7 separate regions of the Mus musculus genome follow, and all the other regions are linked to region 5. Evidence: chromatin contacts called from public HiChIP or PLAC-seq and promoter capture Hi-C data. All regions are on one chromosome and are shown on one strand. Each heading gives the region's core, a stretch centred on a gene start, on an enhancer-like site or on the middle of the called end of the contact. The rest is flanking DNA. Distances are from core to core; before and after follow the strand shown.

Region 1 (3,815 bases), core at 636-3,135, 640 kb after region 5:
AGACAGATCACAAACTCCTTGAGGGAGGAGTCAGTCAGCTACATCTTTGGATTCCTCAGAGTGCTGCTGGCCCCAAGGGAGAGTTCTAGTATTACATTTATTATCATGTGTATTGGCATGAAAAAGTGCCAATGGCTACAGAAGACAAGACTAGACCATGGGTATCCCATTAATATTACCTGTCTACCTTGAGCATTGCCAAGGTATAGAGGAGTGTGGGTAACAACAGCCAGCTCTCGGGTATGCAAGCACCCCCGCTGCACATCCAAGCCACTCCCAAGTGTCTGACCTGGATGCGTGTGAGTACTCCAGCAAGCAGCTTGCTACCCTTGCCTAACAGGCTGGGGGAATGGATTGATACTCTACGTGATGAGGTCACTGCTCAACTTGACAAGTCCCAGGCAGAATTCTAACCCGGGTAGTCTGGGCAGACTCAGGGGCCATGTAGTGCACTGCCCCTGTCTAGATCTCCAAGGGTCATGCTGTCTGGCTTCTTTATGGTCAGGTCGATTTTTAGATATACCTACAACACAGCTAACTCAGAAAACGACTGTGGTGTTTGAATGAGAATGCTCCTCCCCAACGCCCCCCCCCCCCCCCCGGACTCAATTTGTTCAAATACTTAGTCCCCAGTTGGTGGACCTGTTTGGGAAGGATTAGGAGGTATGGTCTCGTTGGAGGACGTGTGTCACTGGAAGTGAGCTTTGAGGTTTCAACAGACTCCTTCCTGCCTTCTACCTCTTGCTTGCAGTTTGAGATGCGAGCTCTTAGCTTTCCTATTACCATGGGGTCACACACTCTAACCCTGTAAAACTGTAAACCCAATGACATGCTTTCATTTATAAGTTGTGTTTGTTGTGTTTGATCACAGCAATAGAAAGATAACTGATACAACAACCCAGACCATTTTCTATCCCCTTCTTACTACAGATCCATTTGATATACAATATGGCTTACCCTCCTATGTCTAATTATACTGCCAGGAAGAAAATGATTTATGATTTGTCATGGTGGGATCATTGGCACCTGGTTAGAATATGATAATTAACAATAGTGGCAGAACTCGTATACTTCACCATAACTAGGGGTAAAATAACTACAGTCAGACACTACAATATAGAACAGGTATTGTATCCCTTAAAACCAAACTCATAATACTGTACAATACTGAAAAACTCACACTCTAATGGTTTAGTGGCATTCGTTGTTGGAAGTCACATGAGCAGATGAGCAGAACCACCACCAACTGAACACCATTTCAACATGGAGGTGTTCCATGGACAGGATTTGAGGAGGGGAGGTGTCTAGATATATTGGGACTGTAGTTGCTGTTAGCCTTACTGTCTGTTATTTATTATCTCCAGGATAAATATTGGGCCTTGAAATGTATCCTGTGCGTGTGTAAATGCATTGGTACTCTGTCAATTCGGGACTCACTGAATAGCCTGTCATTAATGAGCCTAAGGCATAGCACACAAGTCACCCCCTCTCTATCCCTGATTTTCATTTTTCTAGATCATGCATTGTCAGGTCAATACACAGAACTCCAGTGGCACAGCTGACCGACTCAGAGTGACTGCTGGGCTTCTGGGGCAGGATACAAGGATGCAGGTGGCACAGACACCCAGGGGACGGGCCACACACAAAGGCCATGCATGCGGAGGACCACAACAGAGCAGACACTGTTGTAGGGATGAGAGAGGACCTGGTGCTCCCACCAACTTTGGGGACACCGAGGCTGACGTTGAGCCAGCTATCTTGGACAGGCCATGTGCATAGCTAGCTTAGTATTTCAACTTAGGACACTGGGTGTCTTCCTCTGTCACTCTTGATACCTGAGACAGAGATGGTCACTGAACTTGAAGTTCTCTGTTTCAGCTCTGCTGGCTGGCAGGTGAGCTCTGGGGATCTGTCTGGCTCTGCTTCTGCCAATCCTGGGGTTACAGTGCACACAAGCACACTCAGCTTTTTATTAATATTACTATTATTTTAACCATAGATGCTAGGTCCTCATACTTGCAGAGCTGGCAGTGTTATGCACCCAGCCTTCTCTCCAGCCCCAAGTATTTCACTTTTAAAATAATTTATTTCAGAGAGGTCAGATTAAGGAAGAAAGGGGTATAGATTTCTTCTTCTTCTTTTTTTTTAAATCCAGTACCATGAATGAGGTCTTAACCACAGAGATGAATAATTCAAAATTCCCCTCAAGTAACAAGTTCCCCACTTCTGAAAGGTGGGTGGCCTTTTTAAAAAGTACAAAAGGATCTGGTGATGTACAAAAGTCCCATGCTTTAGACCAGTGAGGTGGCTTAGTGGTATAGGGACTTGCCACCAAGACTGATGACCTGAGTTCCTAGGACCTACATAGTAGAAAGAGACAACTGACTCCTGCGAGTTGTCATCTGACCTCCATGTGCATGCCATGACTACTCCTCTTCCTGCTCCAAATAAATACGCACAATAATGTTTAAAAATCCATCTCCATTAACCTGCAGTCTAGATGATGCATTTACATATATGTAAATCAGCCAATGATAGGATTAGCAGTGAAAGGAAGAATTTTAAAAAAATTATGAGGCTAATCTCCCTCAAATATCTCAGCCATTATGTATGTGTGTCTGCAGGTGATTCTATCTTATGCAATACATTCTAGTTTTCACTAATGGAAAGCAAACCAAATTCACAGATTTCCCCCAACCCCCAATCTTAAAAAGCCTCAGGGCTAATCTGGGTTTAGCTATTACTGTCTTCTAGGCCTTTTGTATCAAATAGCAACTCTCCCACTCATTTTGGGCTATTTTAACCCTGTCTTAGGACTCTTCCCATACAAGCAGAAGAATTTAAAATTTAACCAATGGAAATTTGAATAACAGTTTGGGGGGCACGGTCTTGGATTGATTAAGATAAGCATCTCTATTTTCCATTCTCACAGTGAGCCTGTTCTGTATCCATGGCTCCAAGGCCACACCATACAAACGGTCACAACAGTGATAATGAAGATGCTATGTGGACTCAAGCGGCACTTTCCAGGATACTTTTAAGTGCCTCTGATTCTTGGAATATCCTAACAGGTGGGAAGGGCAGGTGTCACGGCTACCTTATGGATGAAGTGGAGGGATTAAAAGACTAAGATGTGGGCAGGTGACACCAGGAGTAAAGCCCAGTTCGTCCCATAACTTAACATCTGAATAGCAACAGAAACATTCAGTCACAGCCGTGTGAAACTTACGGGAAATACCTTCTCATAAATCCAGTAATGGGCAACCCCAGGTCTCTGTGTGTGTGTGTGTGCACACGCACTTTGCAGCAAGGGCAGCCAGCATAGGATGTCAGTGTCCTTTTCTGTAGTTTCCTGCTTTATTCTGGTGAGACAGGGCCTCACACTGAACCTGGAGCTCACTGCTGCAGCTGGCAAGTAAGCCTCAGGGATCTCTACCCCAGAAGGCTGGGGTAACAGGCCGAGTGGCCATTTCTGGAGTTTTCACATAGGCATCAGGGATTTGAATTCAGGTCCCGAGTTCTCGAACATGGCATGCTATTCCCCACTGACCCATTATTTCCTCATCCCAGAGGTACCTCATCAGAGCAATTGACTCTAGTCCCTTGCTCTTGATTCTTCTGACGTCTTGAAGAAAGGACTAGAGTCTATGCAACTGCAGCAATTACAATTTAACAACACAGCACTGACCACACCCTGCTGTCATCACTCAGAATCTCAAGGAGTTGAACTTTTAGGTAGACGGGAGGTAAAAAATAGAAATTGCAAAGATGCCTCGTAACGTGACTAGAACAACAACAATTCAAACAGCTTACCT
Region 2 (3,941 bases), core at 328-2,827, 690 kb before region 5:
CTTTACAAACGGTCTGCAATCTGGTTCTTAAAAAAAACAAAAAACAAAAACAAAACAAAAATAAGCATCTATTAGTGGCTGTCATCTAAAATGTGTACTTAATAAATGAATAGTACACACAACAACAGAAACTGAGTACACAAAACCAACTTCAGAGTAAGCAGAATGCCAGACAAAAATAGGCTGGGTCCTGCAGTTTAAGTCAATGAGACAAAGGGATGAACACAGACAATACACTACAGAAAACACTAGGATATTTTCTAAAGTATCAAATTAGGCTGCTGACAACCATCCGAAGCACCCCTGGAAGTTCTGGGGGTTGTTTCCAATTCAATGCTTTTAAGCTAACCTCTCTCCAGACACTTGGGCGGCAAATTAGCTTACCTATGGTAAAGCACTTTCTCATAGGAACAAAATAATCATGCAACCTGTCCTAGGAAAGCCTGGGAATGAAATACCGCTGTCTCAAACCCGAAGCATCAGGAAACTTGAAGCAACAGTGAACTCCAATTTGCAGGGGGAGGGAGCACAGCCCTGACAATCCTCTGACTAAGCAGTACGTCTGCTCCACCTGAGAGTTTAAGAAAACTCTGCAAGTTGGTTCGCCCAGGAAGGGTCGGTCTTGCTTCTCTGTGGACTCAACTCAAAAAGACAGATGGATCGAAGAGCATCCTAAAACGGCTTGCCCTTCTCCTCAGTCAACTAAAGTCTTGCCCCGGGGAGACAGAAGACAGACAGACAGAACGACAGACACACACACACACACAACCTCCGGCGCGCTGGCTACAAACACTCCGAAAAGAGCACGAGGCGGAGGGAAGGCACTCGGGTGGGACACGCACACCGGCGTCCGACACCCGGCCCGGGTCCGCTCGCTCGCTTGCAGAACAATGCTCCCGCCGCGCTGCCAACCTCGCAAGTTGCTGCGAGTCTGCGCGGTCCCGGGGCTCGGACCCCGGCAGGGCTGAGGTGGCTGCGGAGTGCGCGAGGGCGGCTGGCCTGGGCTCCGCCGCTCCCGGGGAAAGCGGCGCGAGAAGCCGGGCAGGCAGGGCCGCCGGGCCGTGGGGGCGGGGAAGGCCTGGCCCGGGGCTCCGCAGCCTGCTCGGGCCGCCGCCGGCGGGAGCGCGGTCGGGGCGCGCGAGGGACAATAGCGCGCGGGGAGCGTCGCTCGGGGTCGGCTGAGGCGAGCTGAGAGAGCTGACAGAAGCCGAGGAGACCTGACACGCGCGGCCCGGCTCCGCGACGCTGCGCTCGGCCCGACCGACCGCCGCTCCGTCGCCGCCCGGGGTCGTGTCTCACCTCCCAGCCCCGCCGCCCAGGAGAGGAGCAGAATTAACACTGTCGGCAACACCATCTTCCCCGGCCGCCGCCTCCTCACGGGTTAACCGCGGTGCATCGATCCTGAGGGAGCCGCGACCGGCGCTGGGTCCCGACGAGCCTCCCCGGCAGTGGCACCCGGCGAAGCGCCTCCCTCTCGCTCCACTTCAGGGGCCCAGCCGCGCGCCCTGCTCCGCCAAAACAGGGCCCTCCCTCCCCCTCGGCCTCTTCCTTCCTCCCTTCCCCGCTTCCCTGCCCTCGCTCTTCGCCTGGTCTCAGCCCCTTCCCTGAGCCGCGGCCCTCCGCCTCCTTTCTCGCCACGTGACGCGACGGCACCCAATACACTCGCGAGGCCGCACCCCTGCCTCCCGCCCCGCCCTGCTCCCCCAAGCGCCCCGGGATAATGCGCATGCGTGCCGAGGCGAGCGCCCGGGCCGCTAGGCCCCGCCGCTGCTTCCTGTCCGCTGGCGGAGAGCAGGGATTGGCCTGGGAGGGCGGGGCCGCTGGAGACTCCGCCCACCGCCCCGGGCGGGAGCGCTCTTTTCCCTGTGAAAGTGCTACCTGGTTCTTCCAGCTGTTAAGGACTGTCTCTTGGAATCACACCCTACCCCGAAGCTGTCAAGAAGGGCTTTCGGCTTCTTCGCCTCCAAAAAACTAGAGGTTTTCCTTGCTTCTCTATCTGTTTCTTTTGAAGCTCTGCAGCTGCCAAGTAAACAAAAGCAGTCCCAGCAAACCATGATTTTAGCCGCGATACACAGCTCTGATGGGAACATAAAAGGAAAGATCCAACAGGAAGAAAAAAATACCCAAAGGGGTATCTTCCCGAACCATTAGCAAATGTATGTCACCTACTAGGCCTTAGCCATAATAATAAATAAATAAATAAATAAGCCGGTGGTCCTTAGTCTCCAGCTCAGAAAATGCTCGCTTGTTAGTCTGTTTCCCTCATACCTCCTTCATGCCAACTTCTACAAAACCGGTATTTGACTTCTCATTTACTCGCTTTGATTCTTTATACTCGTATTCAAGAACTACAACTTTAGGAGTAATGGGAGGAGGGATTTGTAAGGGTGGGACTGGGAGGAGAGGAGCGGGGCTGCTCTTCGGATGTAACGCGAATGAATAAATGAAAAAAAAAAAGAACTACAACGTCTTCATCATACTTAACTCTGCTTCGGTTGACTCAAAGAATATGAGTTTATATTATTGATAATAAGAATAAATTGCAAACCTTTTACTTCCGCCCTATATATTTTCTACAACCTACATTGTTAATGTAGATAATGTGGTTTTTAAAGAAAACAGAAATAAAGATGAGAATACTTTTCCCACCCCCATCTCCCATCTCTCATCTAATTATCCCAGGTTATTCTTTGAGTGGTTATGAGGCCAAGGGTAAACATGAACTTCTGATTCCTCCCATCTTCCATGCACCGTCACACCTTACTTAAGGAATATACTTATTTTAATTGTTTTGAAAAATGAATTGTTGTTTTGCTTCACATTACTAAACTCAATACTGCAGTCAGAACTTCCCACATCATCATGATTGTCCTGTCCATTCGTTTCTACTGAAGCATATAAAATCAATACAGAGTAACTGAATGCTGTTATTTCTTTTTCCTTTTGTAAAGTGTCTATTCTGAGTAACCTGCAGACATGTTGCTTATCACATGCGCTGTTTCTGCCTTATGTACTCACAGGCAGTAGAAGTTTTGACTTTTTGAGTTATTAATCCATCTCTGTGACAAGTTTGATATTAGGTAGTATTGTTTATAATCAATTCTAATAATCATAAGCAAAGATCATTTTCTTTTTTAATTCAAAGAAATCGCAGGAGTTTACATCTAAAATGCTGTTTCTTTTCTTTAAAAATATGAATGAATAATGAATGGTATTTTCATGTTACAAGTTTGGACTATTGCTTTGCTTAAAGTCTTAATTCCATTACTGGCATTTTCACAAGTGAAGAGGAAAGTGAGAAAATGTACCGGGGTAAGGTCTGCATTGATGCCATGCATCACAACCCACTTGAGTTTGACTCCCACCCCTGCCTCTTAAAAGCTGATAGACTTTGGCAAGGTTATTTCAAAATTCTTTGTAACCTTGGCATTTCCCTTGTAAAATGAAAATTGCCTTTTGGAACTATTTTGATGGATTAAATTCAGATCACTTAACACTATAAAGCAATTACAAGTGCTTAGCAGATAATAATTGTTATATGGTAAATAAAGTACATAAATGCCATTTATTTCCTCAAACAAATATCTAATCTAGTGGAAAATAGTGATTCCTTGGTTTTTAGCTGGGGGGTGGGGGGGAGGGTTGGGGGAGAGGGAGGGGGAGAAGTAGAGGGAGAGGGAGTGATACTTGGCCCATAATAAGCATGTGGGAGTCAGAGAACAACTTTATGGAGTGGGCTCTCTCCTTGACCTTTATTTGGGCTCTGAATGACTCAGGTCATCATGTTTGTCCAGCCCACCTGTTCCACGAATTACTTTAGCAGCAGTGTTACTTCAGCAATAATGACATTTTTGATGCTAAGAGTAAGAGTTTTGTTTGTTTCGATTTTTGTTAAGACCATAGAAAGTATCCCTACGTTATAATGAAACATTTCCTTCATA
Region 3 (3,926 bases), core at 31-2,530, 550 kb before region 5:
GATCGCCTCCTTCCTCTTCAATAGCCTACATTAGAAAGAGAAGTTAATATGCTACACAAACTATCTAAACTTATTTTATAAAAACTTAATGAAAATATATTACCAAACCTCCAGCCTCAAAACATTAGAATTGCCAGTTATTTTACAAACCGACTTCACAAACGAGTAATTATGCTACACAGAAAGGGGTGGAGGGTGTCATTGAGTATCGAAATGTCCTGGAACTTGAAATTCCACCCAGTCGATGGTTCCATGTCACATATACTGAACAAGAACCTAAATATGTTCTATTACAGAAAGTTTGTAGCTACTTAAATAAGGAAGAGTTTTCCTAACGTATTGCGTACACTTGTTCCCGTCTCCGATTCCAAGGCTTCACGCGAATAAACCTGAAAGCTTAACAGGACTGAGAACGTGGATGATTACGCTGATGCAATCAGAAATTAAGAATTAAAAATAAATCAGTTAAAAGCCTAGTGGGGAAAAAAAAAGATGAATCTTCCCTTCTCATCCACTCATCAACTCCCACTACGGATTTCTCTGAACAGGGGTGAAGAAACGGTTGGACACAATTAAACGGTAACTTCGGCCAAGTCAGCAAACTAACCATCGCCTCGGAGCCCGAGAGATGCACGCGCTGCGCACCGCCCGTAGGCCGGGGTACCCAGCGCCGCCCAGGGTCTGCAGCTCCACCCTCCGCAGGCCGCAGAGCCGATGGAGAGGGCGTCCCAGGGGAGGCAGGGGGCGCGACCGGCGGCGGCTCGCGAGGCCGCTGGAAGGCCAGGCTCCTCGCGGAGGCGCGGGCCCCGCGCGCCGGGCACGCACAGGCACCACCCGGTCCGCCCCGACCGCGGAAGCGTAGCACCTAAACGGCGCGGCCTACGCTGCCCTGCGCGCAGCGTCCGGGCCTCACCTGCTTCAGCCGGGAGACCAGTACCGTCTTGACCCCGTTGATGTCCAAGTTGCGGCGCTTCAGCTCGGACCTGAGGTCGATAACCCGCAGCTCCGTGATCTTCTTCCCTTCCGCCGGCCCAGAGGCGGCCGAGGCTACCACGGCCCCGGCAGCGGCAGCCATTTTGGGAAAGCAACGCGCTGCCGAGGCAGCTAGTGGGCTGCAGGGCGGCGGCGGCGGCGGAGGAGGAGGCAGCGGCGGTGGAGGCGGTGGCCGCGGCAGCACCAACTTCCAACCCGGGCCCCGGGCGGCCAGCGGCGCCGCGCTACGCTGCGCACAATGAGCCACTGACCACGCCCCCCCACGGGGACCACGCCCCCGACTCTGCTCCAGCGCAACCTGCAGCGGCACCCGGATGACGGGTGCGCGTGCGCACTGAGCAGGCATGGAGGGGGCGGAGCTCGCAGCGGACCGGTGGCTCGGCCTCTGGCGTGGTCCCGGGAAAGTCTCCGCGTGTCCAACCGCTCAGCTGTCCTCGGTACCACGGTTCCCGCCTCTCCATTAGCCTCCTTCTCCTCTCATCTCTTACCTAGAGCCATCGCCACTTGAGAGGCACCCCATAGTAGGGAGAGTAGGTGCGTCTCTTCACCGAAATGAGGGGGCGTGTGCGCCAGCCTTCCCGGAAGAAGTACGGAATCATCGTGGAAAGGTGGTCGGGGTATACTAGTGAACTTAGGTCGGCGGGTTCCGCCCCGGAACGCCCAGCGAAACCTGAGGCCGAGAGCCCAGGGGACAGTGTCACGCTGTGACCCCCTGAAGCTTAGCCCCTCTTTGCCTGAAAACTACCAGGCAAACGTCCTCTCCTCGTTTGCCTCAGCTTGCCCATCCCCTCCGACGGGCCTGATGGCTCAATGAAATTGTTCACAAAAGGAGAATAACTTAAAAGTATATGTTGCCCTGATCCTATACAGTATCCTCTGCCCTGCGCCGCCAGCATTTGGTATGTCAAGGACAGGGGCCACTTTATGGAGAAATAGCCCGCATAGTATCTCTTAGTAATTTTAATATTATTAATCATCACAGCGTAAATATCTATAGAATTAACACAAAGTTGGACAAAGTTAGGAAACACAGGGAACTGAATTAACATTTACTGGTGGGTGATGTTTTGTAAAGGCAAGGGTATGTTTTGTAGAGCGAGGTATAGAGCGGTGGGAGGGACTGCCTCATCCGGCTGATGCTGAGGCATCCCCACCCCAGGTACCATCCATAAGACTGGTCTAGTATAGAATAGAGTTTATTTGGGGGTATGGCAAGGGGAGCTGAGAAGGGAGTAGAGGCAGAGAAAGGGAGAAGACAGAAGAGAAGAGCCCGGCCAAGAACACGTGGAGGGGGGAGGGGAGAGGAAGAAAGGAGTCAAAGGGGGGGGGGGGACATTCCCATCCAGGCCTACCTGGCTGTTGCTAGGTAAGTGTTGGGCGGAGCCTAGAAGGAATGCTAAGGTGCTAACAAAGGTGGGGTTGAGGTTGTTTTGTTTTACATCTTTCTCCAGTTTCCTGGTTATAAAACTTAAATTGGACTGGGCAGTGGTGGGACATGCCTATCAGCACTAAGGGGAGAGAGGCTTGTGGATCTCTGAGATACACTACACTCCAGCCTGGTATCTGCAGAGTGACCCAGGACAGCCAGGGCTACACAGAGAAATCCTACCTTTATAAATAAATAAATAAATAAATAAATAAATGTGAGGTGTGCCTTACTTTGGGTTGCTACACACAGAGGAATCCTACCTTTATAAATAAATAAATAAATAAATAAATAAATAGTAAGGGTGAGGTGTGCCTTACTTTGGGTTGCTCTTTCTGAATCATTGGTTCAAATGGAGGAAAACTGGACGTTATAAAATCATACCTGGCAGTCAGTCAGTTCAGCATTTCTTTATGACTTTTAAGGAATTCTGGGATATAACAACCCCTTTAATTCTTCCCAGCTGCTAAAAGAGATTAAGTGACTTATAAAATATGGCTTACACATATGGCTTGTGTGTGCCAGTGCTGTGCTAATAATCTTAGATCTTCTGATTCCAAGTTCCACTCTCTTATACCACAAATTAGTTTGTCACACTCACCAAATTTTAGAATTCAAAAGATTCTTGATCTTCCATACCAATTTCATCCCTCCATATCCCTTCACAATAAATGAAGATGTTAAGATTTGCCTAAGGGCCAACAGCTATTGGCCATGGTTGCAGTAAAACCTTAGGTGTTATTCTATCATTGTTCTTATCTTGTCTTCTGGAGCAGCATCTGTGGATTCTCTTAGCCAGGGATCATATTACTAACTCCCAAGGTAATGATATAGCCAAAGGGAAGGAATTTTTATTCGGCTGTTTCCTTTTAAGAACAAAAGGGGGCCTCTAATAGTGAGTAAAATGAAGATCTATGTATTCTTATCTGATACCCTTGAGAAAGAAGCACTTTCCCAAATGCTGAGACTGCTTCCCTCAAATCAGGTAAAGAGTAAACAGATAGTCTTCAGTTCTCAGTGAGATACCTGCTCTGACCTCTTTGATAGCACAGCATGATGAAAGTAAAAGCAGAGAGACAAAAAGGACCAGAGAAGGGACACGCATGATGTATATTTATTATTTGGGTCCTGGCTCAGAGAAGAGGAGGACAGTAGTACAGAGACGACTGGAAGCAACTCATGAGCTTGTGTACTCCGTCAGTGTTAAGTGTGCACTAGGTTAGGATGTTGTAGAAAGTCCTAGCAGAGGTAAACAGTGTCATTCTGCCTGCAGTTTATTTGCAAATAATCGGAGAAAGAAAGAGAAAACCTGACACTGTGTTAGCCGTCACAAAAGACGGTAAGGGAAACAAGTGAGGTCCCCTGGTACTGTGTCAGACGGAAAGCAGAGGCCTGTGAGGGCTGGAGGTGATGCTCAAGGGTAGAGTGTGCTTCCCAAGCCTAGTTGAAGCCCCAAGCTTGATCCCCAGTGAGGCCAAGTGTGGACAGTTGCCCATGATATACTGGT
Region 4 (3,420 bases), core at 692-3,191, 590 kb after region 5:
TAAAGAATTGAAGTACTGAGATTAATTTAAGGATTAATCTGTGGGAATGGAAACTGTAACACTTCAAAATCACTTTGGTATCACAGTGCCAGAGGTGTGGGGGAGCATCTGCACAGCACAGAACTATCTAGGGAATACCTAGATATCATGAGAATACCTAGTTCTAGTACTAGGAAGAATTGTAAATGATTCAGTACAGGTTGGACATGGTGGAACACACCTTTAATCCAGCACTCAGGATGCTGAGGCAGGTGGATCTCTCTGAGTACAAGGCCAGACTGATCTCCATAGTGAGCTCCAGGTAAGCCTGGAGACCAGAGAGACCCAGCCCCCACCCCACCCCAAAATATCCCATTATAATTGAGACTGATACGTTATGGTCAATGTTACTTGAGTGAAGGAATTAAACTGAAATATTGACAACAATTCGAGCACTTCTCCACAAGAAAACTGTAATAATGATATAAAATTATAACTAAGAACTTGAGTGTTAGGTTGTCATTTTAGGAATTGAAATCTTTCCAGCTAGGGGGCTGGAGAGATGGCTCAGCAAATGTCCTGAGTTCGAATCCCAGCAACCACATGGTGGCTCACAACCATCTGTAATGGGATCTGATGCCCTCTTCTGGTGTGTCTGCAGACAGCTACAGTGTACTCATATACATAATAAAAAAAATCTTTAAAAATCAGTCAGCTATAACTCAACAAACTTGGTATATGAACAGGGTAATTTCTGAGACCCTGGTGGCTAAAAATTATAAAATCTCTCCAGGCCAGAAATCTCCTTTCCTATGATACCCACCATCCCCAGCTTGTTCCTTCACAGTGGATCAGGAAGAGGACCAACTCACCAGTTCAGCCTTGGTTCACTCATGGTTATGCTAGAGCTCATCTTCCTAGAATTCTCCTTCACTCTAGCCCACAATTATTTCAGCTGGGCAGTGAAGGCTCCCAGAGAGTGAGGGTCGGATCCTTCCTAGAGTCTACAGTTAACTGAAGACAAACAAAAGGTCAAGATCAAACCTATATCACCTTGGGTCATAAAAAGCCTTTGCTTGATTAGCATCTACCTCAAGTGACTAAAACACACAGGCAGGCAGAACGATTCTTTGTAGCAAAGATCCGTTCCCTTTAACTTATGCAAGGAGTGTTAGCCTCAACATTAGCTGAGTTAGTAAGACCCCAAACCAGAAGGGTGCCCTGTGTTCTCGCATTGTTTACATTATGGCAGGGCTGTCTTCCCTTCCCCTCACTCCCTTACCACCAATACAAATCGTGTTTCCATTTCCTCTAGTTATATACAGCTATGGAGGCGGTCTATGACATGCGATGCACACAGAAAAGGCTCTCTGGATCCCAGGGACCGTGTCCTTTTCAAAGAGAACTTTGCACTTGTGACACTCAGGTGCGAGCAACTCCAGAAAACAATTCACAGGCACCTTTAAAGGTGTCATCGGAATTAACGCTGTAGCTTGACTTCTTCACTCACGCTGGGTGTCTGTCCCTGTCATCCCGTGCGGCCTTGAGATACTTAGGAGTCCAATGCAGGAACTGGCCTCTGGGTCCCTATGGGGTCTCAGGGGCGTCCCTCTCCGCCTACCACCTACCTCTCCTTTCCCCTGAGTGTGGGGCTGAGGGGGAGGGGAGGGAACTACAGAGAAGCAAAGGGAGACAAAAGTATCGGGGAAGGAGAGGGGTCGAATGAGGAAAGCCTTAGGGCCTGTGAGGGAAGCCGCCGAGGAAGACACGTGAGGGAAGCCGCCGAGGAAGGCCTGTGAGCAAAGTCCGGTGAGGCGCTGCCTCAGACCCGCGTCGCCATGTTCCCTCTCCCGCCCCTCGCGTTCCCGACGAGCCGGAGTCGGCGCGCAGCCGCCTTTCCGCCCACCTCAGGGTCCCAAGCGGCTCTGGCCCCCGAGAAAAGCCGACGCTTCCACACACGTTTTGTGCTGAACTCACTGCTGCCCGCCTACGAAGGCCTCATTTAAAAGCCCCGAGGGCGCCCGCACGGCCGCGCGTGATGACGTCACGCGAGCGCCGCGGGACGGGCCTGCGCGCGAATGCAAAGGGAGGACTGGCCACAGTGTTAAGGGACCAGGTAGACCCAGGCTGTAACTTCAGGCTTCCCTCATTCTGATCCTGACTCGTCAGTAGTTTTTATGTGTGTGCTTGATTGTCTGTCTGTCTGTCTGTCTTAGAAATAGTGTCTCAAGTAGGGCAGGTTCACTTTAAATATCCTATGTACTCCAGCCAAGGCTAACCTTGAACTTCTCATCCTTATGACCCCCACATCCTGAGTGTTGGGATTACAGACATGCACTACCACCACACCCCATGTATACGGTGTTGGAAAGGGAACCTAATCTTTCAGGATGACAGGCAAGCACCCTACCAAGTTACATATTCAGCCCCTATCATCAATTTTTATTACATACAGATAAGGGTTTTGGAAAGGTCTAAATAAGACAAAGAATGAAGCTATATTTAGCGCACTACTCAACACATACTAGGCTCTCATTACACCCAAAATCTCCACTCCACTCTCTTTTTCATTTTAGAGATAGGCCAATGTCTGCTAGTGGGCCTTCGAGTCTCTCACGCTATTCTTGCAGCAATTCATTAAAAAGAGATGGATTAAGCACAAATATTTTCTGTTTGGTGTTGAGTGCAAGAAGGACCAAAACTAAAACCGGCTTTTCCAGAACTTCTGATTTTTGGGACTCTAAGTCATCGTGTGTAAACGGATCAAAAAAGAGAGTGACGAGCCACTTTAAGTGTTACTGGGGCTGGAGAAAAGGCTTGGTAGTTAAGACTGTTTGCTGCTGTTCTTCCAGAGGACTCAAGTTCAGTCCTCAGCACCCACATGAGGTGGCTCACAAACATTTGTTATCCAGCTCCTGAGGATTTGGTACCTACCCGCTGCCCTCCTACCTGCTGCCCTCCGAGAGTACCCAAACACATGTGGTACACACATGGAGACATTTAAATAAAAATAAATCTTTTAAGACAAGATGTTGTGGCTAGAACCATAAATGATGACCCCCTTTTAAGCTGGGTGTGGTGGCGCACGCCTTTAATCCCAGCACTCGGGAAGCAGAGACAGGCAGATTTCTGAGTTCGAGGCCAGCCTGGTCTACAGAGTGAGTTCCAGGATAGCCAGAGCTACACAGAGAAACCCTGTCTCGAAAATAAATAAATAAATATTTAAAAATAAAAATAAATAAATAATAAATAAATAAATATTCCCCTTTCAAGTTTACTCATCTTAATCTTCCCTCTTTCACTTGCTTGAAATATCTGATTCTCTTCTATATGTCTTTTGTGTATTTTCTAGTAACATTACTGTTTTAACACACCCATGATGTTATCTTTCTTTCACTTCTGAGTCCCCCATGAAGTATCCATTGTAAGGTAAGGTTGGTA
Region 5 (3,967 bases), core at 709-3,208:
CTAATGAGTAGTTAGAGCGTCAGTGCCCAACAGGTGTGAGTGTCGTGGTTTGTATATTCTTGGACCAGGGAGTGGCACCATTTGGAGGTGTGGCCTTGTTGGAATAGGTGTGTCACTGTGGGTGTGGTCTTAAGACCCTCACCCTAGTTGCCTGGGAAGTCTTCTACTAGCAGCCTTTGGAATGAAGATGTAGAACTCTCAGTTCTGCCTGTGCCATGTCTGCCTGGATACTGTCATGCTCCCACCTTGATGATAATGTACTGAACCTCTGGACCTGTAAGCCAGCCCCAATTAAAATGTTGTTTTTTTATAAGACTTGCCTTGGTCATGGTGTCTGTTCACAGCAGTAAACCCCAAACTAAGACAGTGAGGTCGAATGCAATGTCATTAGCCATTTAGCTTAGACAAGAGGCAAAAGACAGACCCTATGTCCTGATCCCCAGATCTATAACAAACCTGTCTGTAAAACCAAATGTGGTTATACTTAAGGGTGAAAGGTCCTGCGATGCCTAAAGATGTAAGTATGTTGGTTTATGGTAATTCAGTCCCTACGCTATGCACATGTCACATTTCCTAGTCCAGCAAGTTAGAAAAGACCTAAGAATGGCATTGAGAGATAGAGATTGATTAAGAACCAAGCCAAAAAAATAATGTGCGAGGCAACCAAACATTGGTAACTTCATGTATGGGTAACTAAACTAGATAACTTCAACTCTAACTTTGAAGGAACACCCACTCATGAATTACAGAGTTTCTACAAGTGAAGGCTAGAGGAGTGGGTCAGTAGTTAAGCATGCTTGCTGCTCTTCACAGGAGCCTATTTCGGTTCCCACCACAACAGCCTATAATGCTAGCAGCTCCAGGGGTTCCGATGCCCTCTGCAGTCGCCTATACCACATGACAAGACACATTAAAAAAAAAAAACCTTTGAGAAAAAAAACCCTCTACAATTAAAGGATTCTAATAAATCATAAGAAAACGTGCATTTCATTGAAGATGGGAATTCAAGTATAAGGGAAAACATCCTAATTAAAAGTGACGCAAAAGAAAGCAATACTAAGATGCAATTGCAGATGAAAGGCACTTTTATAGAAATACTTTGATAAACACTGCAAAAGTTGTGTCCTCATAGAGTTCCTAGGACAAAGGAAGTTTCGAAGTAACGTAATATAGATCCAAATAAGTTTCTGCTTGAACGTGAACAGACTTAGGAAGAATTCTCCAGTGGCATCGCATGCATACAGCAATCCAAAGCATCCTAGCCGGTATTTAAATGAAGAGGTTAAGTGTCTGAGAACAGCCAAGGATCAGGCATTGACGTACACACCCTACAATAGGATATCACACTCAGGAAGGTTCAAGAGAGCCCTGATGACTTATAGGATGCTGTCTGTGTATGCTGTCTGCGTCCATCCCCCCGAGGCTATGGGGTGCACTACACGCCCAAGTTTCTTTGTTCTGCTCTGGACTGACGCCGGTTAGGAACACGGAACAAACGAGGCTAGGGGAAGCCAGGAACCGGGAGGTTCCGCTCCAGGCTTTCGGGCCACAGACGGAAAAAGGAAGGGGGCGAGAGCCTGGCACCAGCGTCCGAGGCAGGGCGGGGCCCGGCAGCGCTCGGACCCGGAACGCGAACGCGCCAGTCCACGGCCGCCACCCCCGCCTGGCCTGGCCGATCCTCCCGCAGCCCTCCGGCTGTGCCGTAGCCCGGCCCGCTACCCAAGCCGTGCTCACCCCGGAGGAAGCCGCGGCCCCCTCGTCCTCTTTGCCCCTCCAGGCCGGCGACGTGGGGCTGACGGCCAGGTCGCAGAAAGCGGCGCCGGGCAGAGCCCGCTGCCCTTGGTCGGCTGTGGAGACGGGGCCCAGCTTTTCCCGGACGATCTTAGTTGCAGTCCGGGCGGCTGCAGCTGACCCGGATTCAGTGCGTACGCCCCGGCGGAAGTGACCACCTCCGGACCGGCGCCGGGCGCGGCCGAGGGAGGAAGCGGGGGCGGGGCGTTTTCCTAAAATCCTCGGCGGGCTTCCTCTCTGCGCATGCGCAGCCGTGAGCCCTTCTGTCCCGGGCCAGCTAAGGCTTTGGCTTGCTGCTGGCGAGGGAGGAGGAGGGCGCAGCTTTCTAAGGCTCACGCACTTAACGTTACTGTAGGGACCTAACCTCGCTGTCTTGAAAGAGCTATTCGTTTCTCTCTGTTTTCCTTTACTTGACATTATATTAACTATATTACAGAGTGAATGAAAAGGGGGTGAAAAATAGTCGATGTCTTATGTACGATAGCCAGGTCCTAGAAGAATCTACTTTGATAGAATTTTCCGACGTGAATAGTTTTTCTCTCCAGTAATGCTTCTGAGAGAGTAATAAGTACCCCACCCCTCTCCTCCCCAGACTCCTCTCCTGTGTTCCGAGTTGGCCTTGAATTCCTTCCAGTGTATCTGAAATAACCTTGAAAACTAATTTTCCTGCCCCAGTCTCCAGAGAGCTGAGATTATCTACATGATTGTTACCACATTGTGGTAGAGATAGAGACAACTTAGGGCTTCCTGACTGCTGCTAGGTAGGCACTCTATTATCTGAACTTTCCGTTCCCACCATGTGGTTGCTGGGATTTGAACTCCGGACCTTCCGAAGGTCCCGAGATCATAGGAAATTTCATTACGATTCACGACTGTAGCAATATTACTGTTCTGAAGTTGCAACGGAGTAATTTTGTGGTTGGGGGTCTCCACAACATGAGGAACTGTACTAAAGGGTCCCAGCTTTAGGAAAGTTTAGAACTATTGCTTTAAAACATGCTTTTCCCAGTTATTTGTGGGTCCTATCTTGATGACGTAGAAAAAATGAAAATAAAAGTGAAGTCAGTAAATGTAAAATATTTTATTATCACAGTCAACAGTCCTAAAATTGGCTGTCGTAAAAAAAAAAAATCCTCAAAAAGGGGGAGGAGGGGATAAGAGGTTTGTGGAGAGGAAACTGGGAAGGGGATAACATTTGAAATGTCAATAAATAAAATAACCAATAAAAAATTCTCAAAAGATCTCAACTTCTGTACTTTTCTGTGTGGGCCATTAACAATTTTTTTGAATGGCTTCCGTCTATGAGCTGTCCTTTTAAGCAGCTTCAAGGGGCTGTTATTTTGGAGGGCAAGGTCATCCCTCTTAGAAGTTGAACGTGCTCAACCTGTCCAGAGAGCTAGTAGGTAACTATTTGGGCAAGCCTATTACTCCTAAAAGGAATGGTGAAGTCAAAACTATTTTAAATGGATCCAAAACACAGTTCTTTAGAGATACAGTTTAGATTTGTTCTCTGTTGGCAGAGAGTTAAGAGCTCTGTGACTTACCTATAAAATGGAGAAAAAAATAATGCCCGCCTCATGGGGCTTTTGAGACAGAACAGTACATGTATCTGAGATGGGCGCTTGGAATGTTGCTATCATCTGTGTTAGTATTATTTCCCCTAGCAATTTTCTTAATTGCTGGAGGGGGAAACATGACAAACAGATCCACAAAGTTTTAGTTAAACCACTTGGCCACAGGAAGCATTTTCTCTCCAGTTACAGATTTTTCCGGAGTTCCAATTTGTATTTTAGTTCTGCAGTGTGCAGAGTTCCCCACACGGTGGCAGAAAATCGTTTGCAATCATGCCAGAGAGTGAGGTTTTTGTGGTCTTGAGTTTCCTCATTTTAGTAACAGAACATGACTTGATTCAATGTTTGGTTCTGAGTAAGATACTCTGCAACATTTTCCTTTCATGAACTATTTATCTTTACTGTTAAAACATTAGAAACTGTGGATAAACCAAAAAGACTATCATTATGAATGATCACTTTCAGATTTGAATTTATTTTTATTCATTGCATGTCTTTTTAAAAATTAGTGGATGTAGTTTAATCAAATGATTAAGTTTATAAATTTTTTTGTTTAAAAACCTTTAAATTTATTTTTAGAACCTCATGCAGGCACTCTGCCACTG
Region 6 (3,524 bases), core at 812-3,311, 670 kb before region 5:
CAACATGAACTCCAAAATTCAACACTCAGAAAAAACTTTCCATTATCTTTTCTAACTTTTCCAGTTTTCAGGAATTGCCGATCTTGCTTGGCATGGTGGCACATGCCCTTAATTCTAGCACTTGGGAAGCAGAGGCAAGCAATTTTCTGAAAGTTTGAGTCCAGCCTGGCCTACATAACAACTTTCAGGCTAGCTACACTACATAGTGAGACCCAACCTCAATTGAAAGAAAGAAAGAAAGAAAGAAAGAAAGAAAGAAAGAAAGAAAGAAAGAGAGAGAGAGAGAGAGAGAGAGAGAGAGAGAGAGAGAAAGAAAGGGAGGAAGAAAGAAAGAAAGAAAGAAAGAAAGAAAGAAAGAAAGGAAGGAAGGAAGGAAGGAAGGAAGGAAGGAAGAAAGAAAGAAAGAAAGAAAGAAAGAAAGAAAGAAAGAAAGAAAGGAAGATAACTTCCAGTCTTAAAAACACAGCGTTCACATCTATAATCTCAAAATTGGAGTGGGAGAAAAAGTACAAGAGGATTGCTGTGAATTCCAGGTCAGTTAGTCTAAGACACAGGGTGAGACTCTCAAATTGGAAGAGAGGCAGAGCCAGCCAGGGCTACAAATTGAGACTCTGTCTCAAAAAACAAAAGTGAAATAAGATAAGCAAAGTAGTAGAGGGCTCTGTAGAGTGTTTGTCATACATGAATTGAGCCCCAGCCCTAAAAAAAAAAAAAAAAAAAAAAAAAAAAAAAAAAAAAGGAAAGGGGGGGGAAGAAAAGAAAGGAAGGGAGGAGAGAGTTGGAGGTGGGAAGAAAGAGGGAGAAGTCGAAGAGAGTGCCGAGAAAGAGATCATCATTTCTGAGAAGATAATAGTGATATTTTTAGTGTGAAACACAGTATTCAGTAACATGCTTGGTGCTAACACATGAATGAGCAAAATAATGCATTAATTTGTCTACTTTTCTAACCAGTAGCAGGACAGAAGTGTAACAATCCATGATGCACCATATATTTGTATACCTGATACTAAAGGAAGACCCACCTGTCTTGTTCATTTTTATATTCTCAGACAACTTTGAAGAGGGAAGGGTCCAGGAAAAAAAAAAAAAACAAAAAAAACAAAAAACCAAAAAACAAAAAAACCAAAAAAAAAAAAAAAAAAACACCCCACTTTTCCAGAGCAGGTTAGATGATCTATATCCACTCTTGCCAATAAATAAGTAAGTAAATAAATAGAAAAAAAAAGTTGCAGGCAACTCTGTCCATCCTCTATGCAGATGTCAAGCCCTGATGAGAAGTCAATTCTAATTTTAAAAGTCATTTTTTCGGGAAGCAGAAGCTTCCCACTCTGTGCAAAGAGAAGCCAAGTGAACAGAACCGCAAAGACTTGGCTTGCTTCAAACGCAAACTGATTTATTATTATTGGACCAAATTTACCCTCTCGCCTGGGGCGTAGGCCAATATCCACAACCTCATTGAACCTCCGGCAAGGCAAACCAGTAGCTGGTTGGGAGCGCAGCGATTCTCAGCCAAAACCCAGGGAGAGTTGTCCCTGTACTGCGCAGTCTTCCAAAAGCCTCCAACAGAACTCGCCTTTCAAATTTGCATTTCCTAAGAAATGCTTCCAATTCTCAACATTAAAAGCTAAAAAAAAAAAAAAAGAAAAGAAAAAGCCAGCTCTCCCGAGGCCTTCAGGGAATGGCTGTCTTCCAATGCTACTACCACTTTCGGGGTCCACCAGGCTCAAGCCCAAAGTAGACCACACTCCCTACAAGCCTCAGCCACTGCCTTTAAAGTAACCGCGCGCAGCGGGGATGCCCCGGAGTTCAACTTCCGGCAGCACACACAAGATTATTTTCCTAGTGGCGCTGCGGCTCTCCGAGCCGCGCCCCTGACCACGCCCTCAGCCACGCCCCTGGCCTCGCTCTGCCTTCCCTAGCCTGAACGCGCGGGAGGGGCGTGGCCTCGGGGGAGAAGCGCTCCCCGAGTGGGTCCGGGCGCTTCAACGAGCGCAGTCACGCGGAGGCACGCTCCGAGCGGGCGGGCGGGGGCACGCGCGCGCGCTCCCGCCGCCCTCTACGGTGACGTGCCTGGCCGAGGCCGCGCTAGGGCGCTGGAGCTGCTACAGAGCGGCTGTCATGGCGTCGGAGGCGCTTGCTGAGGAGAGCCGGCCGCGGTGTCTATAGGACCAGGGGCGGGCGGCCGGGGATGGAGAACAGCCCTGACAGCCCACAGCCTCTGGAACTAGGGGTGGCGGCCGGGCGAGTGTCGCCGCCGGAAGGGCGACGGCGCGGCGGGCGCGAGGCTGAGGATGGTCCCGCTGGACGCGCGGTGGACAGCGGCGGGCAGGGGGCGGCGGCGGCGGCAGCGCGGAGCAGCCTCGGGGACCCGACGTCCCCCTCGCAGCTCGGATGCGGCGCGGGCTCGGACTTGAAGGACGGCGCGTCGTCGAGCCCTGCCGCCTCGGAGGTGCCTTCAAGAGGGCAGCACAAGGTGACCGCCTCCCCGGAGCTGGCCGAGGCCGCGGCGGGCCGAGGGTCGGGGCCAGTGGGCGACACGGGCACCTGCAGGGTGGAGCAGGCGGCGGAAGAGCCCAGCAGCACCGGCGCCCCGAGCAGCAGCTGCAGCGAGCCGAGCCCCCCTGGGGACTCGCCCAGCTTGGACTCCCTGGAGTCTTTCTCCAACCTGCATTCTTTCCCCAGTAGCTCTGAGTTCAATAGTGAGGAGGGAGCAGAGACCAGGGTCCCCGAGGACGTGGAGGAGGGCGCGGCGGGGCCGCCCAGGGCTGCACCTCTATGCAAAGAGGAGGAGGAGGACCCGGCTCAGGTGCTAGCGGCCTCCAAAGAACGCTTTCCCGGACAGTCGGTGTATCACATCAAATGGATCCAGTGGAAAGAGGAGAACACGCCCATCATCACCCAGAATGAGAATGGACCCTGCCCTTTGCTGGCCATCCTCAATGTTTTGCTTCTCGCCTGGAAGGTACACTCTGCAGCTTTCTACTTCCTACAGCTTGTGGGGTGGGGAGGGGCAAAATGGGGTGAGGAAACTGCTGTTTGTCAGCTGATGGCTTCCTTCCATTCATCAGACTCCTCCTTTTTTTTTTTTTTTTTTTTTGAGACAAGGTTTGTCTGTGTAGCTTAAACTGTCCTCGAACAGTTTAAGATCTTAATGCTACAGCCTCTAGAGTGCTAGGTTTACAGACATGCACCCCTATATCTAACAGTCTCTTATTACATGAAATTAATTCCAGGATTTCTTTATTGAAAGATTATTCATGTGGCAACATGTCAGGAAGAATTGCCCCCAACTTAAGGTCTTTTTTGTATTAAAAATTCAACATTCGGTTAAAGGTTGTAACTGATGGTTTACCTATAAACAAGCAGAATCCAGAGCACCCTGCACTTACATCTTCTGAGTATTTTTAGCTATATTTGCCTATATTATTCCTTACTGACATTATTACATATGCAAAACAGTGAAAATTGGAAACAGTGATTGATCTTCAGTTACTATCAATCTTATATTATGGAGTAAGTTTTAA
Region 7 (3,910 bases), core at 1,008-3,507, 540 kb after region 5:
TAATCTGGGCCCAAAGGTTCAGGGAGAAACCACAGTCCTCAAAAATCAATAGCAATTTAGAAGAGTTCCTGCCTTGCCAGGAAAACTACTTAAAGCAGAGACTAGCCAGGAAGCTAATGACCAAGACTGCCTGCCTAATGCCAATCAATAGGGTACTTTAATAGCTCAAAGACACAGGATGTGAAACATTGAGGCACCAGTCCAAGGCCTCTGTCAAAGCCTCAAGTGCTGCCTGGCTAGTTAGTCAAACTTCCTGAACCTCTAACACACCGAACAGGAAACCCTCAACCGAGAGATGCACCTAGTGGGTTGCCCTGCTGCAGCAGACCTGATGGGTGCTTCTGGAGAAACCCTTGGACTTCAGATCAGCTGTGTGCTTCGGAGAGCGGAAGAGGACAGGGATCTCTCTGCCCTGGTCTCCTCTGCTGGCTCCAAGTTCCCTGACTCAGATCCAGAGTGCTTCATACTCTGAAAGGAGCAGGAAGTGGGTGGGACTGCAAGTCTCCAAAGCCAACCTAACAGGTCAAGGGACACAGGCTGCAAGACAGTGGGAGGAATGCAGGAAACAGAAACGGGAGAAGGGTTTCCAATTGATAGGATTTATGATTTGATCAAGACTATCTTTAGAACTAAGGGAGAAAAAAATTGAGCCCCACATCAGTGATTTATTCTTCCTACCCACAGATCACCCCTCACCCTCCCCAGTTTGCATTCTGCTCCCCTGCCTTTAGCCAGAACTCGGATACACTGCAAATTAATCTTTTTCTGGTGCTAGCTTGGGATTCCAAACACATTCTATAGCTTTGTTGGGGTTGGGCAGGGAAGTGGCTTCCCGAGTCCAAGTTGCAGACCCACCTAATTATACTCCTGAGTGTTTCAGGCTGAGGATCTTGAATTCCAAGAGTTTATGGTTGCTTTTAAGGGCTGGAGTTGAATATGGCATAATAGTTCACACATGAATAGCTTTTTCAAGTTCTGGGAATGAAGTTCAACCTACTACGGTACTCTACCAATTACCAATAAGCTTGATCGTGATCATAAGCTCATGGTTTTTTTCTTTTCTCTCTCTCTCTCTCTCTCTCTCTCTCTCTCTCTCTCTCTCTCTTTTTTTTTTTTTTTTTTTTTTTTTGGTAGTTGGGTTTTTCCCCCTACAGGAATCTCACTTACTATGTAGCTCAGGTCGGATTCAAAAGGGATCTTGCTGCTCCAGTCTTCTGAGTGTTGAGATTACGGCTCTGTCTCAAGTAACAGTTATTTTGTTGCCTTTGCTTTGCTTTTACATTTGCATGACACTGTTTCAGTACGCTTTATTTAGCTATTTTTGAATGAACTTGTTTTCGGAAACCTTCAATAACTCAGTGTGAGTGGCGCTATCAACAGCAGAGTTCGGAAACCACTTTCATAGATAAAGAAACTTCTCCAACCACAGCCCTCCGCGCCAGCTTTGGAACCTGAGGCCCAGGAACCACGCCCTTTTCTATAGACCCTATCAACTGATTCATGGTGGCATCAGCACAGTCAAGGCAACGTTCCCTACAACCACCCGGGGACACTTCCTTCTGCACACATTCTAAGCGAGCCACAAACTCCCCAGAAGAAATGAAGTCTGAGGTCGCTGACCTAGCAGACAATCTAGCGTTCATGACGAAGACTGAGTTGAGATTGTAAAGAAGGGCACCCAGTAGTCAAGACTTGAGGTTCTGGTGCCCCCTGGACCTCCCCCAGGTACCCTGCTCCGACTCCACAAAGGCACGTCCCTCAGTTGCAAGGAAATTCACCTGAAATTGCAGAAGTTACGGTCCAGAGTGAGAGAACGCAGTGCGGAAAGCGAAGTGGGACTTCTCACTGCTGGGCCGGAGGCTCCCCCAGCGGCCACACCCAGTCCCCCTCCTGACATCTAGCACGTCTGGAATGCCGCCCCCTCGGCTCCCCGCCCCACAAAGGGTCTCCCCGTTCCGAGGAAACCTCAAGGGGAAGCACGCCCCGACCCCTGCGCCCCGACCCCTCAGGAGAGTGGCATGCAAAGAGCACGGTCACTTGCGGGACACTTTGCAACTCTGTTGCAGGGCCTCGCAGATCACCGGGTGGAGTGGGTCCCTCTCCGTGCCTCCCGGGGTCCCCATCGCCGGAGCCTGCCCGCTCCCCGTTCAGCACCGCAACCCCGAGGCCATAGCGGGCGACCGGGCCGCGCCCCACTTACCTGGGCCGGGCACGTATCGCTGAGAGCCTCCCTTGAAGCGGAGCAGCCCGGCTGGGCTGGGTGGGGCTTTTATACCCGCCCCATCCTCCCAGCGCGAGGCCGCCCCACATCCCCTCCCTCCCCGGCCTGTTCCCACCCTGCTGGGTGACTCATCCAACTTGGAACGTAGCCCAAGCCCAGTCCTGCCCTACGTGACAGCTCCACCGCCTCCCCAGGCCCTACAAGTATCCACCCATTTCCCCCGCCCAAATCCCCTTACTCCTAGAGTACAGGGCCCTGCTCAGGCTGGCTCTGGGTTATTAAGATTTCAGCTGCTTGGCTTGCCCAACTCACTTCTTTTGCTTTTAAAAGGCTTCTAGGCAGCGAGGTAATGGAGGGTAGAATTGTTTCAAGGCGCATATATTTGGATTCCTCTGAACTGGGCCGTTGGCACCCAGCTCTCCATCACTGTCTGCAAACATATTAGCTTAACCTCTGGTCACCAGCTGGAGCAGTGTGAGGAGGGTGTTCGCTTGGCCCTGCTTTACACAGTCTACTCCGCCTTGTAAATCAAAGCGGAGAGGCCTCTAACCAGCTAGGGAGACTAAGAGGTAAGGCTAGAAGGTACCTCCTTCCCCCAGTACTCCAATACACCCCAGGTCCTACGGTCTTTTCCTAATTGTAGGTTATTGAAGGTTTTTCCCCCTTCTCATTCCTTGACAAACTGTTTCTCTGGGTCATATTGTTTCTTTTCTAGCTTGCTTTTCCAGGAAACAACGCAGTAGTGAACTGTGTTTGTGGGTGACTGTTCACACCGCATTAAACTTCAAGCTAGCAAGAGAGCTGGAAATACCTTAAACACTAGTTTTGGTTCTTTTGTTTTGTTTTGTTTTGTTTTGTTTTTGTTTTTCAAGGCAGGGTTTCTCTGTATAGATCTGGTTGTCTGGAGACTAGGCTCGTCTGGAATCAGAGATCTGCCTGCCTCTGCCTCCCCAGTGCTGGAATTAAAAGTGTACACCACCACCGCTGCCCAGTCACACTAGGTCTTTCAACTCCGTCCTTGCAGAGTCTACCTCTCTGCTTTCTCTAGGTTCTAACGATTCTCTTCCATCTAGTTGTGTGTGCTTGTGGTTCACTCGTATCACACGTGGTCACGTGTATCACACATGACCTGCAAGGCGCTGTCAGCCTCTAGGATGCTGTCCCTTCAGAGCACCCACCTTGGCCCAGCTTGTTATTTGAGACAAGGTATCTCTTTGGCCTGGAGCTCACAAATTAGGCAAGATTGGTTGGCCAAAAAGCCTTCTACCTGAACTTGGAACAGAACTCAGGTTCTTAAGCTACAAGATCTTAGGCCACTATCTTCCCAGCCCTGGTCCCTTCTGATATCAACATCTGTTTATACTTTCCACTACGGTCTCAATTCACTCCTAGGAACCAAAGGATGACAGTTAGGGGAAGAGATAGGCACAGTGCCCACTGTCACATAGACAGGTAGCTGTGAAGTTGGCCCCAGCAGAGTGACAAACAGAAAACAAGATATCCCTTTTGATACAATGTCTGATTTACATTCATAGTGCTTCAGTGTGGGCAGCTTTAAAGACAGAAACCTTGTTTATCTGACTACTGGGGGTGAACATCTTGGAACATAAGACACAGGCACACACTACCAGCAAGCAGTAGCCTGCCTCCCTGGGTTATTTCTCCACCCAGGCCCGCAGGCTCCACATT

Evidence for each region. Promoter capture Hi-C pulls out the DNA fragments that hold promoters and counts their contacts. HiChIP or PLAC-seq counts read pairs in DNA pulled down with a chosen protein or histone mark. Capture Hi-C pulls out chosen DNA fragments and counts their contacts.
Region 1: a contact with region 5 is called in a BATF HiChIP or PLAC-seq map of CD8 T cells, with 5 read pairs. The contact joins the enhancer-like site here to the promoter of Bnip2 in region 5. A contact is called at or near these places in 1 of 39 promoter capture datasets (hippocampal neurons), 6 of 484 Hi-C or Micro-C datasets (the C3H10T1/2 cell line, the G1E-ER4 cell line, cortical neurons and 2 more), 6 of 115 datasets of contacts at active chromatin or transcription factors (CD8 T cells, bone marrow-derived macrophages, embryonic forebrain and 3 more) and 1 of 9 other capture datasets (adipose tissue).
Region 2: a promoter capture Hi-C map of erythroid cells shows a contact between it and region 5, with 6 times the contacts expected there. The contact joins the promoter of Adam10 here to the promoter of Bnip2 in region 5. A contact is called at or near these places in 2 of 39 promoter capture datasets (erythroid cells and liver) and 1 of 115 datasets of contacts at active chromatin or transcription factors (cardiomyocytes).
Region 3: a promoter capture Hi-C map of erythroid cells shows a contact between it and region 5, with 6 times the contacts expected there. The contact joins the promoter of Sltm here to the promoter of Bnip2 in region 5. A contact is called at or near these places in 13 of 39 promoter capture datasets (the 3T3-L1 cell line, the HPC-7 cell line, cranial neural crest and 7 more), 1 of 15 datasets of contacts at CTCF or cohesin (the NIH/3T3 cell line), 3 of 484 Hi-C or Micro-C datasets (LSK cells, embryonic stem cells and nephron progenitors), 2 of 115 datasets of contacts at active chromatin or transcription factors (bone marrow-derived macrophages and embryonic stem cells) and 3 of 9 other capture datasets (embryonic stem cells, liver and pancreatic islet).
Region 4: a promoter capture Hi-C map of embryonic stem cells shows a contact between it and region 5, with 2.5 times the contacts expected there. The contact joins the promoter of Ice2 here to the promoter of Bnip2 in region 5. A contact is called at or near these places in 4 of 39 promoter capture datasets (the C10 cell line, embryonic stem cells, erythroid cells and 1 more), 4 of 484 Hi-C or Micro-C datasets (LSK cells, embryonic stem cells, myocytes and 1 more), 9 of 115 datasets of contacts at active chromatin or transcription factors (the NIH/3T3 cell line, astrocytes, bone marrow-derived macrophages and 6 more) and 1 of 9 other capture datasets (adipose tissue).
Region 6: a promoter capture Hi-C map of erythroid cells shows a contact between it and region 5, with 11 times the contacts expected there. The contact joins the promoter of Mindy2 here to the promoter of Bnip2 in region 5. A contact is called at or near these places in 5 of 39 promoter capture datasets (the SN4741 cell line, erythroid cells, liver and 1 more) and 2 of 115 datasets of contacts at active chromatin or transcription factors (CD8 T cells and astrocytes).
Region 7: a promoter capture Hi-C map of adipose tissue shows a contact between it and region 5. The contact joins the promoter of Anxa2 here to the promoter of Bnip2 in region 5. A contact is called at or near these places in 2 of 15 datasets of contacts at CTCF or cohesin (CD8 T cells and the NIH/3T3 cell line), 2 of 484 Hi-C or Micro-C datasets (LSK cells and muscle stem cells), 12 of 115 datasets of contacts at active chromatin or transcription factors (CD8 T cells, acute myeloid leukemia, astrocytes and 9 more) and 3 of 9 other capture datasets (adipose tissue, embryonic stem cells and liver).

The regions. Positions count from the first base shown.
Region 1 is chr9:69,348,216-69,352,030 of GRCm38.p6, reverse strand. Rora (RAR-related orphan receptor alpha) reads right to left here. Exons shown (of 11, transcript NM_013646.2): 3 at 3,814-3,815. Gm15511 (predicted gene 15511) reads left to right here. Exons shown (of 3, transcript NR_136934.1): 3 at 2,933-3,142. Among named protein-coding and RNA genes, the nearest start is that of Gm15511, 14 kb to the left of the region's middle. Within about 2 kb of position 1,885, at least 13 of the 459 cell types and tissues checked have an H3K27ac peak or open chromatin away from gene starts, as enhancers often do. A contact at or near this core is called in CD8 T cells, where this site is marked.
Region 2 is chr9:70,676,618-70,680,558 of GRCm38.p6, reverse strand. It overlaps Adam10 (a disintegrin and metallopeptidase domain 10), which reads right to left and starts at 1,577. Exons shown (of 16, transcript NM_007399.4): 1 at 1,300-1,577. The coding sequence starts at 1,354.
Region 3 is chr9:70,540,069-70,543,994 of GRCm38.p6, reverse strand. It overlaps Sltm (SAFB-like, transcription modulator), which reads right to left and starts at 1,280. Exons shown (of 21, transcript NM_025690.4): 1 at 914-1,280; 2 at 1-25. The coding sequence starts at 1,075.
Region 4 is chr9:69,396,519-69,399,938 of GRCm38.p6, reverse strand. Ice2 (interactor of little elongation complex ELL subunit 2) reads right to left here and starts at 1,941. Exons shown (of 16, transcript NM_145618.3): 1 at 1,886-1,941; 2 at 852-993. The coding sequence starts at 892.
Region 5 is chr9:69,987,457-69,991,423 of GRCm38.p6, reverse strand. Bnip2 (BCL2/adenovirus E1B interacting protein 2) reads right to left here and starts at 1,958. Exons shown (of 11, transcript NM_016787.4): 1 at 1,735-1,958.
Region 6 is chr9:70,655,711-70,659,234 of GRCm38.p6, reverse strand. Mindy2 (MINDY lysine 48 deubiquitinase 2) reads left to right here and starts at 2,061. Exons shown (of 9, transcript NM_172772.2): 1 at 2,061-2,962. The coding sequence starts at 2,189. It overlaps Gm31872 (a long non-coding RNA gene), which reads right to left and starts at 1,564. Exons shown (of 3, transcript XR_379591.4): 1 at 1,023-1,564.
Region 7 is chr9:69,452,030-69,455,939 of GRCm38.p6, reverse strand. It overlaps Anxa2 (annexin A2), which reads right to left and starts at 2,257. Exons shown (of 13, transcript NM_007585.3): 1 at 2,201-2,257.